Regions from separate parts of the Mus musculus genome. Here all the other regions are linked to region 2. Evidence: chromatin contacts called from public Hi-C, HiChIP or PLAC-seq and promoter capture Hi-C data. All regions are on one chromosome and are shown on one strand. The core of a region is the stretch at or near the end of the contact, and the rest is flanking DNA. Distances in the headings are between cores, read along the strand shown. Region 1 holds the start of B4galt5 (UDP-Gal:betaGlcNAc beta 1,4-galactosyltransferase, polypeptide 5). Region 2 overlaps Kcnb1 (potassium voltage gated channel, Shab-related subfamily, member 1). Region 3 has its middle 31 kb from the start of Ptgis. Region 4 overlaps B4galt5 (UDP-Gal:betaGlcNAc beta 1,4-galactosyltransferase, polypeptide 5).

Region 1 (3,171 bases), core at 490-2,989, 250 kb before region 2:
TTAACATTTTAAAAATAATATTTATTTTACTTATCTTGTATACGTTTGTGTGCAAGCGTGGAAGTCAGCCGAATGTGTCACCTGACTGGTTCCCTCTTGAATTCCGTTGGATGCCTTCCCTCTGAGGAATCCTGCCCCGAGCTGCTCACTTCCTTTCCTGTGGAGCCTGCTCTGGGACTTTAGGACTAGCCAGCCATCTCTGTTTCCTCTGGTGTTAGTGGGTGCTCTGCATCCCCTCTGTTGATCTTTTAGGTACTGGGCACTGAGCTCTGAGCACATACATAGCAAAACATGAAACAGAATCTCTGTCCTTGTAGAGCACTGGTTTGAGAAACCAAAAGGAACACATACCAAAACATGGCTTTGGAGGTGATGGGAAAGTCGAGGCTTGGAAGTGCACATGACAGTGCAGAATGAGAAATGGGGTTAGTGGTCAAGCCCCGGTGGCAGGCCACTTTTGATTTGAGCCCTTACTTCACAACTTAGACGACTTGCTTCTCTTTCCAGAAGCTTCAGTTTTCTCATCGGTGCAATGGGGCCAAAGTGGGGGTAGGGGAGCCACGATCTCAGGACTTAGAGAGAGGCTGTTACTGGCTAAGAAGCCCTGTTTCTCGGTGTCTTAACATTGACAGTTGTCACCACTGTTCTGTCCTGTAGGATGTGACCTTGTTTGGATCTCTTCTTCTTTCCTGGGATTTTATCCTTGGATTCATTGAAGGCGGATCAAGCCCCTTCTTCCTTCCTTCCGGCTTTTGCATTTGTAGTTCCCCTTAGTGGGACCACTCTTTCTCCACCTGGCACTTTCACATTCTTTTGTGTTCATGCCACCCAGGAAGGAGAGGCTTCCCCCTCAATCTCAGACTAGAGTAGAATGCATCCGAAACATCTTCATGTCTAATTGTTTTCATATCTCTTATCATCATCATCTGTTATATTGATTTTTTTCTTATTCGCATTAATACAGGTTCCCAGAGGAATCTTTGCTCCGTGGAGCATCCCCGGCCCCAGGACCCGTAACTGCCACTTTATCATAAATGGTGTCTGGAATGAATGGATGAGTGAGGGCGAACACGAATGCCCCGGCCTCTGCATCCTTGCTCTGCTGCAGCGGCGGGCTACCTGGCTATTCACACATTGTCCACCACCCCTCGATCCCCGCGTGGGGAGCTCGCACGGGAACCAAGTCGTACTAGCGAGCCGCTTCCTGCCAGCATGGGCGGCGGCCGCTCGAGGATCTTGCGGCTAGAGTGCTCGCGCGTGAACCCCGCCCCGCCCCGCCCCGCCCCCACATCCAGGCCCCGCCCCACAGATGCGCTCCCCGGACTGTAGGCCCTGCCCATTCCCGCCCCCTTGCCTCAGGCCACGCCCTTCTCTCCTCCCCGTCAGGCCTCAGGCTCAGGCTCCCGCAAAATGCTTGTTATGCTCCCGGCCCCGCCCTTATCCCCCTCCCCATCAGACTTCAAGCCCGGTCCCCGCCGGTGTTCTCAGGCTCGCGGAGGCACCCTTAACATCAGGCCCCGCCCTCGTCCGGCCCCCAGTTTAGGCCCCGCCCTTACTCGGTCCCCATCAGGCCTGCCTCAGGTCTGGTACCTCCATCTGCTCCTCAGACTGCGGCCCTTGCCCTCGCCCCGCCCTCAGCATCAGACCCCGCCCCTCACCCCGCCCTCCTAACAGGCCCCGCCCCGCCCGCCTCGCCCCCGCCGCTGAGCTCCTCTGGTCGTCGGCCCCCTCCCGCCTCATGTGGCCCGGCCCGCGGCGGCCGGCGGCTGAAAGCGGCGAGGCGGCGGCGCGCGAAGCCCGGAAGGCGGCGGCCGAGGCCCAGGCGGCGGACCGGAGCGGCGGGAGCGGGGCCCGGGTTGGCCCTCGAGCGGCCGCCGGCTCAGCATGCGCGCCCGCCGGGGGCTGCTGCGGCTGCCGCGCCGCTCGCTGCTCGCCGCGCTCTTCTTCTTCTCGCTGTCGTCCTCGCTGCTCTACTTCGTCTATGTGGCGCCCGGCATAGGTAGGAAGGCGACCCTGCGGCCACCCCACGCCTCTTCCCGCTGCGGCCCGCGCCGCCGCCCCGGCCGACCCCGCGCTCCGTGACTCGCCGTTTCCTGCCGCGCCACCCCGCAGCCCGCCCGCACACGCGGCCTCCTCCCTGACGCAGCCGCCCGCGCCCTCCGCGGCCGCGCGTTGGCTGCCCAGACCCGGCGGGGCTGCGGGCTGCGCGCCCCTTTCCCCTCCCCCCCCTCCTCCCTGGAGCCCGCCGCTCGCCCGCCGCTCATAGCGGACCCGACCTGCTCTGGGGACCGATGGGAAGTTTGAATTGGCCATGGAGGAGGTGCTGTGACAGGGGCCTTGAAGAAGCGGTGCCAGGTGGAAGGGAGGGGGGGGTCGCCCAGAGAAGAAACGGAATGGGTAGCAGTTCTCCAAGGTCCGCCCTTTAGAGGGGGAGACCGCCTGGAGAGAAAACGAGCCCTTCCCGGAACAGACTGGACGCTGATGAGAAGGCAAAGGCAGCGAGAGGGTTAAAGGCAGAGGACACTGAGGTCAGATGTCCTGTATGACCTTGGGCCCTCAGCTTCTCTTCTCTGTAAAATGGGGACACGAATCCCAGCCTTTAAAGGACAGAGGGCCATAAATGCCCTTTAAGCTTTTCTCCCTATAGCGGACGCCCAACGTCTTCGAAATAAATACATACATAATAAATAAATATTCGCTGTTACAGGTAGTTTGGGGGACAGAAGGAAAGAGTTTTAAGGAATGCGACTTGCCTCCCTTAGTGTGGTCTTGGAGTGCTAGTGAAAACTTCAGCCCTTGGTGAAAAATGAGAAGATGCTGTTGGGGGTGGGGCCGAGGGCGAGAATTCTGGATGGTTGGGATGGGTGCCGCTTAGGGGAAGTGCCTTTGAGATCGGAGTAGTAAATGCTGGTGTTCCCTGTTGACCTGGCAACTCTGAACTGGCAGAGAAATTTCCAGAGAAAGAGGGAGAGAGGGAGAGAGTCTCTCCCCTGATTATTTTTTTTTTTAAAGCTTGTTTCACTTGATGTTTAAAGTTGGTGTTTCATGCTGTCAGCCTGACCTGGGAAGATGGAAAAGCTAACTTGAGACTGTCCTCACTGATTTGGTGAGTGGCATTCCACCAGGGATGTATAATTATTGTGGCTTGTTAGGCTTGCTAAGTAGAAGGGC
Region 2 (2,897 bases), core at 130-2,629:
CAAGAGTTGGGTGTCGGGTGTTGTACCGCTCTTTCTTGTCAACCGGCCATTGTGTGTTCTATGTTACTGTCTGTCCCAAAAGCCCGACGCTCCTCCCTGAGGCCATCTAGGCAGACGGCACAGCCAAAAGCAATAAGTACCCATGTGTATCCCTCGAGGTTCCCGTGCACTTCCTGGTGTCAGTCTTCCTGTCCAAGCGTTGACCTGGCGTCGTCCCGCCTGCTTGTGACCCAGTGGCACAGTATTGTTGGCCCTTCCTCAGTGACACCAGTCTGCGCAAATGCTCTAGTTACGGCGATGTTGTTGGTCAGCCTGTCTCTGGTACAATAGGGCAATGTGGTTTTCTTACTATAGTGTGAGTGGGTAATGTCCCAAATGCTGTAGTGTCCTCCTCCCTGTCCTCAGAACAGTGACGGGCATGTCTTCCTGATGAAGCAAAGACAATAATGGTCACCTGTCCTCAGTATCGTGTGTGGCTGGTCGGCCCAGCAGTCCGATGGCATGATCCACCCGTCAGCACACGTAGCACATCACGATCTTCTGCCTTCTCTTGTTTCCATAGCTGCGGTCAGGCCACCTGTCCCAGGTAGGATGCTAAAGGCTCATCCCACCACCCTTAAACAAAGTGTTCATGACGCTTCTCAGCATCTCCAAAGACCTGGGTCCCCCCTCCCTCCAGAGGGCACAGCTTGGTATTTTGCTGTTTTCATGAAGAAAATAAGAAGTTGACTCTGCCTCACCATCCGTCCTCAGAGCTTTCTCAAAACAGGAGCAAAGGGGCTGAGACAGTGCCGGGTCACGTGCACCAGCGGCATCCTGGAGACAGGAAGCAGGGGGGCGGGGCTCCACGGCCCCCTGCTGAGCTCTGCCTGGCGCTGGGGCCTGTGTGTGACCGGTGATCGATGATCGTGGGACCTTTCTGCTGACCATCTTCCATGTCTGTCTTTTGTGTTGCTCATAAGTCACCCATCAGCACAAATGTGAAAATTCAGGGAAACAAACAAATGCTTTTTGATAAAAAGTAAATAGTTGTGATTTCCGATTCAGATATTTTTAGAGCTATCTGTAAAAAAAAAAAAACCTCCTACTGATGATATAGTCTATTTTACATATCAGGAAGTAAACACGTCTTAACATAGCCATAAATAGCCAGAAGGAAGTTACCGCCCCCCTTCTTTAAACCAAGGCATTTCATTGGTTGGTTAAGCCGACGGCGGGTGTACAGTGTAGAAATGATTGCTTTCTTTTTTAAGAACCACTTGGTGCGACTTTTCTTGTAACCAAAGGCCCTTTCTGCCTTGTGTAGGACCTGGCTGTCCCTCCCTCTTGTGTTTTGTCTGACTTTAAAGTAGCATTATACCGAGAAAATGATGAATCCAGAATACCTTTCCTAGCTGCATAGGCAGAGTCTGACAGAACTCCTATAGAGACAACCATCAAAACAGTATAGACGAAGCAAAAGAAGAGTTTTCCATTTTGGTTTTTGTTGGCGTTTTTTTTTTTTTTCCTTTCACTTATATTTGTGTGAACTGTGGGAATATAGCTTCCCCCACACAAGTGTAACTCAAGTTAGAATATTATAAATTTTTCTACCAACCCTCCATGGGCTAAAAAGGAACACAGAGTCTCAGGCCGCATGTACCTGACCCGGGTACATGTGTTTACACGCACTGGGAAATCTTGGGTTGCCAAGATGAAGATGAATCTGACAGATGGGTCTCAGCAGTGAAGACAAGAGCCAGGGGATGGGGACAGAGGCCACTTGAACATGGTGGTCCACCTGGCCTGACCCAACCAGAGCAAAAGGAAGTGAGATACCCAAATAACTCCAGGGGCTGGAGGCGGAGATCTCCCGGTCCGGTTATGAAATCAACAGGACTATCAAAAAGCCAGCTGAATCGGAGTCCCAGCATCCACCACGTCATCAGAAAAGGCCAGGCGTCGGACTGCTGTGCGCACCTGTCGCACCGGGAAAGCCTTACTGTGGACAAGGTGAGGACAAGCCAGTTCTTTTGCCTTTTCATTTTTGGATGTTTCCAAAGCAGCAGATCTGGGGCAACAGATCTCTCTCTGGTATTCTACCTTAAGCACATTTAGATGAGAGAGAGAGTAAAGGAGGAGAGAATATTTGTCATCGAGGAGAGAGGAAACGCCAAAGTAATGAGGAAGCCACCCTTAACCTGCTCCACTCACCCTGACAGTTGCTGGGAATAGGAGCTCTTTTTCCTCCCAAGTCTCACCTTCTCTTCATCTCCTCTGTGTTCTGTAGCTGCAGCCTTGTCTCTGTCCCTTCTCCCGAGAAGATCCACATCTCTAAGGAGGAAACAAGACGCAACAGCATCCTCTTCTATACAACTGTAATGTATTGTCAATATTTATAATTATGTATTTGTCTGACTCTGGTCATGGCTGGAATGTCTAGTCCTTGAACAAGGACATATTTAAAGTTCATCACAGAAAAGGGTCCCTAAAGCCAGGTATCTCTATATAGATAGGTAGGTATAGATATATAAATAGATCTCTTTTCCTTGTTTCTCTGCCAACTTTGTCTCGAGTAAAATAACCACAGCCTGCACTGAATCAAAGGGGGATGGGTACACAGAAAAGCTTCTAGAACATCCTCGTTTGGAGACAGACTTTGTGTATGTGTATCTGACAGGTTGGCAGGAGGAAGATGGGGGCTCCGAGGCCCCCAGCAGGACAACAGAACACTCTAGCCTTGGGCGTTTCCTAACCTATTATTGTTTATATGACAACCCCCAAATACTTTCATGTCTCTAGGCCAGGGCCGCCCAAAGCAGCCCAGGCCACACCTGGAAAGAAGACTTACCTCTGCATTTCCTGTTGCCATTTTTCTGGCCCTAGAAGCATCTATATCCTAGGACGTCCACACATCT
Region 3 (2,803 bases), core at 173-2,672, 170 kb before region 2:
GCTACTTCTCCAGGACACACATGCTACGTGTGCGTGTGTGTGTGTGTGTGTGTGTGTGTGTGTGTGTGTGTGTGTAAGCCAGGAGTTGGTGCCAGATAATCTCTTCATTTGCCCTCCATTTTACTTTTTGAGATGGAATCTTATTACTGAGCCCAGAGCTTGCTGTTTTGATTAGAATGACCGGCCAGGAAGCCCCAGTGACACCTCCCCCCTCCCCCACTCTCACTGCCTTTAAGTTCTGAGATTATAGCACATGCCACCACACCTGGCTTTTATACGGTGCTGGGATTTGAACTCAGGTCCTCATGCTTGGATGGCACATGCTTACCAACTGTACCATTTCCCTGAGCCCAGGGTTCAGGACTTCTATTGCTCAGCCCCCACCTCCCCCCAGCTCTGCTCAAGCCTGCCAAGTGCTTCCAGGTCACCATGGCATGGAAGGAGTGAGCCCTTCCTTATCACAACTTCTTGCCCACTAGGGTGGTTCCTCCTCGGAGACATTCTCTTGATCTCAGCGCAACAGGGTCCCAGACCTTAGTAGGCCCTGAAACCTTAGCACAACCGACTCCATGATGAAAATGCCATTCAGGCTGCAAAACTCAGCACACAGACAAAACTAGAGCAAAGGCCTAATTTATCGAGGTCCATAGTTATGGGGAAGCTTTTATATGTACTAACCTTGCTTTCTGGCATCTGTAGCTCTGCTTCCAGTTAACTGTTCTTGTTCATCAGAGTCTGTCAACCCAGGACTTGGATTTTGTGCTGAAAAGCTCACCCTGAGAAAGGCTCAGGGCTACACTGGGATCCCAAACACTGGCCTGCTAGTAAAAACTTTCTATTTGCTCCAACCCATTTGAAGCAGTCTTCTCTGGGGACTACCCCACAACACTCAGTATCTGGTAAGGCTGGGTAGGCCAGAGAGAGGTGGCAGCGCCCTCGTCAGGACAGCATGGCCCTTAGCACCAGCTGCCAGGCCTGGAGGGTAAAGCTGAGGGTCAGAGGATGGTTAAGTCTGGGCCACTTTCTGTGGTCCAAGAAGAAAAGGTCACTGTGTTTCCTGCCTTCCTGTGTTTCATGGCCTGAGGCTGGTGGCTCACCATCTCTGGGCCTGAGTGACTAGGTTAATGGAAGGGCCTCAATCAAACAGCTGGTGGACACATCCCACTCACAGATGCGTCTACGTGTTTTAAATCAGTTGTCAACACTTAACACTTGAGAAAACTCCTGAAAATTCAAGATTTCCAGCCCCTCCCTATCCCCCCAAGCAATTGGAAGATGTGGCCTTTCGGGTAATCAGGCTGAGGGAGTGAGCCACTGCCAAATCCCCAGCCAGCGTCTGCGGTCATTGCTGGCTCTCGCCTGGGCCCTCAGAGGCTGAGTGTTCAGCTCTGGGCTCTGAGGTTCCTGTCATTCTTCCTCTTTATTTCCTGGAACTGCAAGCCACGTGCATGGACTCGCACAACCGTGGCGAGCACGTGGCTGCCACTCAGAGGATGACACCAAGAACTAGTTTTCTCTCCACTATATGGGCCCTGGGGATTGAACCCAGGTCACCAGGCCCCACCCACCAAGCCACCACATTTGGGTCTTGTTTCTTTTTTCTTCCTTCCTTTCTCTGTCTCTTTCATCTTATTACTAATACTTTGTTTTTGTTTTTGAGAGAGTCTCACATAGCCCTGGCTGTCCTGGAACTTGCCATGTAGACCATGCTGGCCTCAAACTTACAGAGATCTGCTTGCCTCTGCTGAGGCCACACTTGGCACATCCCCCCCCCCTTTTTTTTTTTTTTTTTGAGCTAGATTTTGCTATGTTCTCCAGGCTGGCTTTGACATCAAAATAATCCTCCTGTCTCAGCTTTCCAAATACTCGATTACAGGTATATACTACCATGCCCTATTCCCTTGAATGTTAAGTACACTGGGACCAGGTGACAAGCCTGAATGGTCACTTCACACATGACAAACAGCTGCTCAGAGAGGTTGTGTGGTGGTCAGGGCCACTCCGTTGGGGCCACTTAGCCAGGGTTAGGGTCTGCATCTGAACCAAGCTGCCCTGGCTCTTTGGCACTGACCTCTTAAGTATTGGCTCTGGCCAGTCCACAGCCACTAAACAGATAGACAAGGCTATCTTGGTGGCTCCTGGAGCTGTGACCCTTAGGGAGTATGTGTGAATCCAGGCTGGCTGAAGATGGGCAGACAGGACGAAGTGAGAGGGGGCTAGAGCCAGGAAGCCACCAGGTCATGGCTAGAGCTAATGTGGCCCTCCACTTTGGTGGTTGTGACTATTTTCCATGGCAGCAGAAGGTTCTGTCTGAGCCCAGGGCCAGCAAGAGGCCCTTTGTCATGTGGTAAGCTCGGATACCTTGGTAGCGTGGGAGGAGGAGTGGAGGCAACCATGCTGGAGCCCAGCCCTGGGGAGCCATGGGCTTTAGGCCTGGGCCCAGCAGACAGAACTGCACTGGCTGGAGTCTCCCAGAGGAAAGTTGTATCCACAGCCACTTCCAAACAACCCAGACCAGCTTGGCCTCAGCTCTGCCTCATCTCAGGCCCAGCCTCAAACTCACCTCAGCTCCACCCAAGCCCCAGCCCTATCCAAGCCCAACTTCACCCCAACTTTTAATTGGGGCTTTCTTACAGTTTCAGAGGTTTAGTTCATCATGGTGGGAAGCATGGCAGCATGCAGGCACACATAGTGCTAGAGGAGCTGAGAGTTCGACATCTTGGTCCACAGGCAGCAGCAGGAGACTGTGTGCCACACTGGGCATAGCCCTGAGCATATAAGAGATCTCTAAGTCTGCCCCCAC
Region 4 (3,101 bases), core at 231-2,730, 220 kb before region 2:
TGACTGGAAACAACCTGCGATAAACTAAGTGGCTTTTGTGTCTGGGATCAGAAGGCCTTGGGGAGCAACAGGCAGTTTCTCCCCAGTTAGCTTGAAATGAAAGCCTGTGTTCGCCCTTTGGCCTGTGTGATTCCACTTCCAGTTTCCTTAAACACTTTCTGTTGCTCCAAAGCATTTAAAGGATGTGATAATGTGTGCGTGCAAATTCTGCAGCCAAAAGTCTCCTTGCATTTTAGAGGAAAGAGATGTAGCTTTTTATTTTTGCTTTCTAGAAATCAATCTTTTTCTTGGTTTGTTTACCTGTTTTTGATATGGGGTCTCACTATGTAACCTTAGGTGGCCTTCCTCTGCCTCCCGAGAGCTGGGATTAAAGGTATGGATTACCAGGAATGGCTTTAAAACAAACAAAAACAAAACAAACCAGGGTCCCATGTAGCCCAGGCTAGCCTCAAACACTTATAAAGATGATGACACCCTTGAATTCCCAATCCTCTTGACTCAGGTCTCTGCTGAGATTACAGCCCTGAACCACCACACTTGCTTTTTATAACTTTTTTTTTTTTTAAAGATTTATTTGTTGGGGCTGGAGGGATGGCTCAGCAGTTAAAAGCACTGACTCCTTTTTCGGAGGATCTGAGTTCAATTCCCAGCAACCACATAGTCGCTCACAACCATCTGTAATGGGATCCGATGCCCTCTTTTGGTGTGTCTGAAGACAGCTACAGTGTACTCATATACTAAAATAAGTGTCTGTGTTTGAGTGCAGGTGTGCCTGTGTGTGCTCCCCTGTGCCCGTGTGTGCCCGTGTGTGCTCCCCTGTGCCCGTGTGTGCCCGTGTGTGCCCGTGTGTGCTCCCCTGTGCCCGTGTGTGCCCGTGTGTGCTCCCCTGTGCCCATGTGTGCCCGTGTGTGCTCCCCTGTGCCTCTGAAGCAGATTCTTCTCCAGGGACCTAGAGTTTGAGTTTCCTCAGCTAGACTCAAAGCCAGCAAGCCCCAGGGATCCCCTGTCTATGCACACCTTGGAGCTGGAGTGCCAGGTTCATTGCGTGGATGCTGGGATCTGAATTCTGGTTCTTATGATTGTTCAGTGAATGCTAACTCCTGAGCCATCTTTCTCTAGCTTTATAGCTTCTGTTTAAAAAGAAACTCATGTTTGTCATAACCTGTCGCTATGCTGTCTCAGTGTGTGCAGTGAGGAAATTTGAAATGTTTAAGTCGATGACTCTCATTTGAGCATCAAGTTTTTAAAACTGTAAATCTCTGAAGGTGCTCGGAATGGCTCCTGGCATATTGTGTTGGTGCCTGGCACTGAAGAATACTGGGAATCAGTTGAGCATGTGACCCTGACAGTAAAAAGATCATATCAGAGAATAACACGAGGATGGTTTGGGGCACTTGGGAAACTGGACTGCAGAGACAGCCCAGCTGTGAAACCTGGCTTTGCCAGGTCAGATGACCTAGGCAGACCTCTGTTCCTGCTTCTGTGACTCAAAGGCAACAAATAGCCTGCAAGTCAGTGACCTCAGAGGTCTCACACACAGGCGTTAGGAAACTCAGCAGTGCGGCAGGAAGCAGGAAGTACACTGACCCCATAGGAAGCCAGGAGAAGCAGAATCAGTGAGTTCGTCTTCCCTGACAGCCGAGGGAGAGCTGGGACTCTGTAACCTCTGGTGCTTAGGGTGGGATTCAGTTATTCAGAAACACAGCTGATGTTAGTCATAGATGTCAGAGCACTTTGAAAGTATTCCACACACTGGTGACACATTACTGTCTTTCGACATGTGAGCCTTGGTCCTCTGTGATACCCATGTGACAGAGACATCACCCCGGGTGCCTTCCAGAGTGTAGGTCTTGAAGATCAAACAGGTTACAGATTTTTAACCCATTTACCCATCACACAGACCAAGACTGAGCCTTATTGCTGCGAGGACCAGGTTGAACTGCAGAACATTGTCTTGCTTCTGCAGGAATGGTCAGAACTCACTGTGCAGTACAGGCTCTTCCTGTCGCAGCTTTGCAGGAAGGAGCAGGTCCCAGGGTTGGCTTTGGATGGAACCTTGGTGTTTTGCAGGGTGGGGATTTATTTGTTCTGAGTATTGATTAGTTGGCCCGCTGAGGTCTAGTCCTGGACACTTCCTTCAAGGCCATGGCTTTCAGCATGGTGCTCACACCCGAGACAGCTCCCACTGTGCTGTGCCTTGCTCCCTAGGCACACTAACCAGTGCACAGGTCTACAGTAAAGACTCCTGCCTGGGTTTGCTCTTGATCTCTCTTTGCCTCTTGGCTTCATTATGTCCCGTTATTTTCTTCCCAATCTGGTAGTTTTGTTAGGGATTTTTTTTTCTGTGTGTGCAAGAGACAACTGCAGGTGGATTAGAACTCAGGAGGAAAGAGGAGACGCCAGCTCTGTGCCTGGAAATGCTCCGAGTAAGCCACAGCTTCGAGGAAGAGTTTATTTTTCTTATCTGTGTCATGGTTATAAGAGATTCCTCAGTGTAGGCATGGGGCCGGGTAATAATTAGTGTCATCCATCAGCAAGACTGATCTGTGCAAAGTGTCACTTTAGCATCCCACACTGGACAGCCTTCCTTAACTGATGCCTGCTCTGTGCTGTCTCAGCCTCCCCCAACCCCATGCTTTCTCCCGCTTCTACAAGAGAAGGCTAAAGTCTGTGGGAGGCATTTGCTGACTGGGCTGGGCACCTCACAGTTGGCTTTCAAGCTAAAATTGGCTTTTAACTGCAGTTCAACCAGCGTTGATCAGAACCACGGTGGTGGGAAGTACTGCTTGTCAGTGTAAAGTCACTCTATGTCCTGGAGCACTGGGCTTTGTAGTTCCGAGATTCTGACTTCACTAACCACATGGCTAACACTCTAAAAGTCATTTGAAACAAAACGTGTTCACTGGTATGGAAAGAGGGTTAAGACAATATCTTCTCATAAAGTCGGTGGGCGACGTAGGGGTTCAGACTGGAGGTCCGTGTGTCTGCTTGGACATTGGCTTGTTTGTTTGTTTGTTTGTTTGTTTGTTTGTTTTTCGAGACAGGGTTTCTCTGTATAGCCCTTGCTGTCCTGGAACTCACTCTGTAGACCAGGCTGGCCT

The links. Promoter capture Hi-C pulls out the DNA fragments that hold promoters and counts their contacts. A called contact is a pair of places that touch in the nucleus more often than the background predicts. HiChIP or PLAC-seq counts read pairs in DNA pulled down with a chosen protein or histone mark.
Region 1: a promoter capture Hi-C map of pre-B cells shows a contact between it and region 2, with 3 times the contacts expected there. The contact joins the promoter of B4galt5 here to the enhancer-like site in region 2. A contact is called at or near these places in 3 of 39 promoter capture datasets (liver, pre-B cells and stem cell-derived epiblast-like cells), 1 of 484 Hi-C or Micro-C datasets (nephron progenitors), 2 of 115 datasets of contacts at active chromatin or transcription factors (bone marrow-derived macrophages and memory CD8 T cells) and 1 of 9 other capture datasets (pancreatic islet).
Region 3: a contact with region 2 is called in a Hi-C map of B cells, with 2.8 times the contacts expected there. The contact joins two enhancer-like sites. A contact is called at or near these places in 1 of 39 promoter capture datasets (embryonic stem cells), 7 of 15 datasets of contacts at CTCF or cohesin (CD8 T cells, the G1E-ER4 cell line, the NIH/3T3 cell line and 3 more), 36 of 484 Hi-C or Micro-C datasets (the 63-12 cell line, the AML12 cell line, B cells and 20 more), 4 of 115 datasets of contacts at active chromatin or transcription factors (bone marrow-derived dendritic cells, embryonic stem cells, large pre-B cells and 1 more) and 4 of 9 other capture datasets (adipose tissue, embryonic stem cells, liver and 1 more).
Region 4: an H3K4me3 HiChIP or PLAC-seq map of bone marrow-derived macrophages shows a contact between it and region 2, with 4 times the contacts expected there. The contact joins two enhancer-like sites. A contact is called at or near these places in 1 of 115 datasets of contacts at active chromatin or transcription factors (bone marrow-derived macrophages) and 2 of 9 other capture datasets (embryonic stem cells and liver).

The regions. Positions count from the first base shown.
Region 1 is chr2:167,347,746-167,350,916 of GRCm38.p6, reverse strand. It overlaps B4galt5 (UDP-Gal:betaGlcNAc beta 1,4-galactosyltransferase, polypeptide 5), which reads left to right and starts at 1,739. Exons shown (of 9, transcript NM_019835.2): 1 at 1,739-1,999. The coding sequence starts at 1,885.
Region 2 is chr2:167,100,188-167,103,084 of GRCm38.p6, reverse strand. Kcnb1 (potassium voltage gated channel, Shab-related subfamily, member 1) reads left to right here. Exons shown (of 2, transcript NM_008420.4): 2 at 1-2,897. Among named protein-coding and RNA genes, the nearest start is that of Gm39984, 22 kb to the right of the region's middle. Within about 2 kb of position 1,379, at least 115 of the 459 cell types and tissues checked have an H3K27ac peak or open chromatin away from gene starts, as enhancers often do. A contact at or near this core is called in the 63-12 cell line, B cells, CD8 T cells and 3 more, where this site is marked.
Region 3 is chr2:167,269,945-167,272,747 of GRCm38.p6, reverse strand. No RefSeq gene overlaps it. Among named protein-coding and RNA genes, the nearest start is that of Ptgis, 31 kb to the right of the region's middle. Within about 2 kb of position 1,422, at least 40 of the 459 cell types and tissues checked have an H3K27ac peak or open chromatin away from gene starts, as enhancers often do. A contact at or near this core is called in the 63-12 cell line, B cells and CD8 T cells, where this site is marked.
Region 4 is chr2:167,317,605-167,320,705 of GRCm38.p6, reverse strand. The region is part of intron 1 of B4galt5 (UDP-Gal:betaGlcNAc beta 1,4-galactosyltransferase, polypeptide 5); the gene reads left to right. Among named protein-coding and RNA genes, the nearest start is that of B4galt5, 30 kb to the left of the region's middle. Within about 2 kb of position 1,480, at least 128 of the 459 cell types and tissues checked have an H3K27ac peak or open chromatin away from gene starts, as enhancers often do. A contact at or near this core is called in bone marrow-derived macrophages, where this site is marked.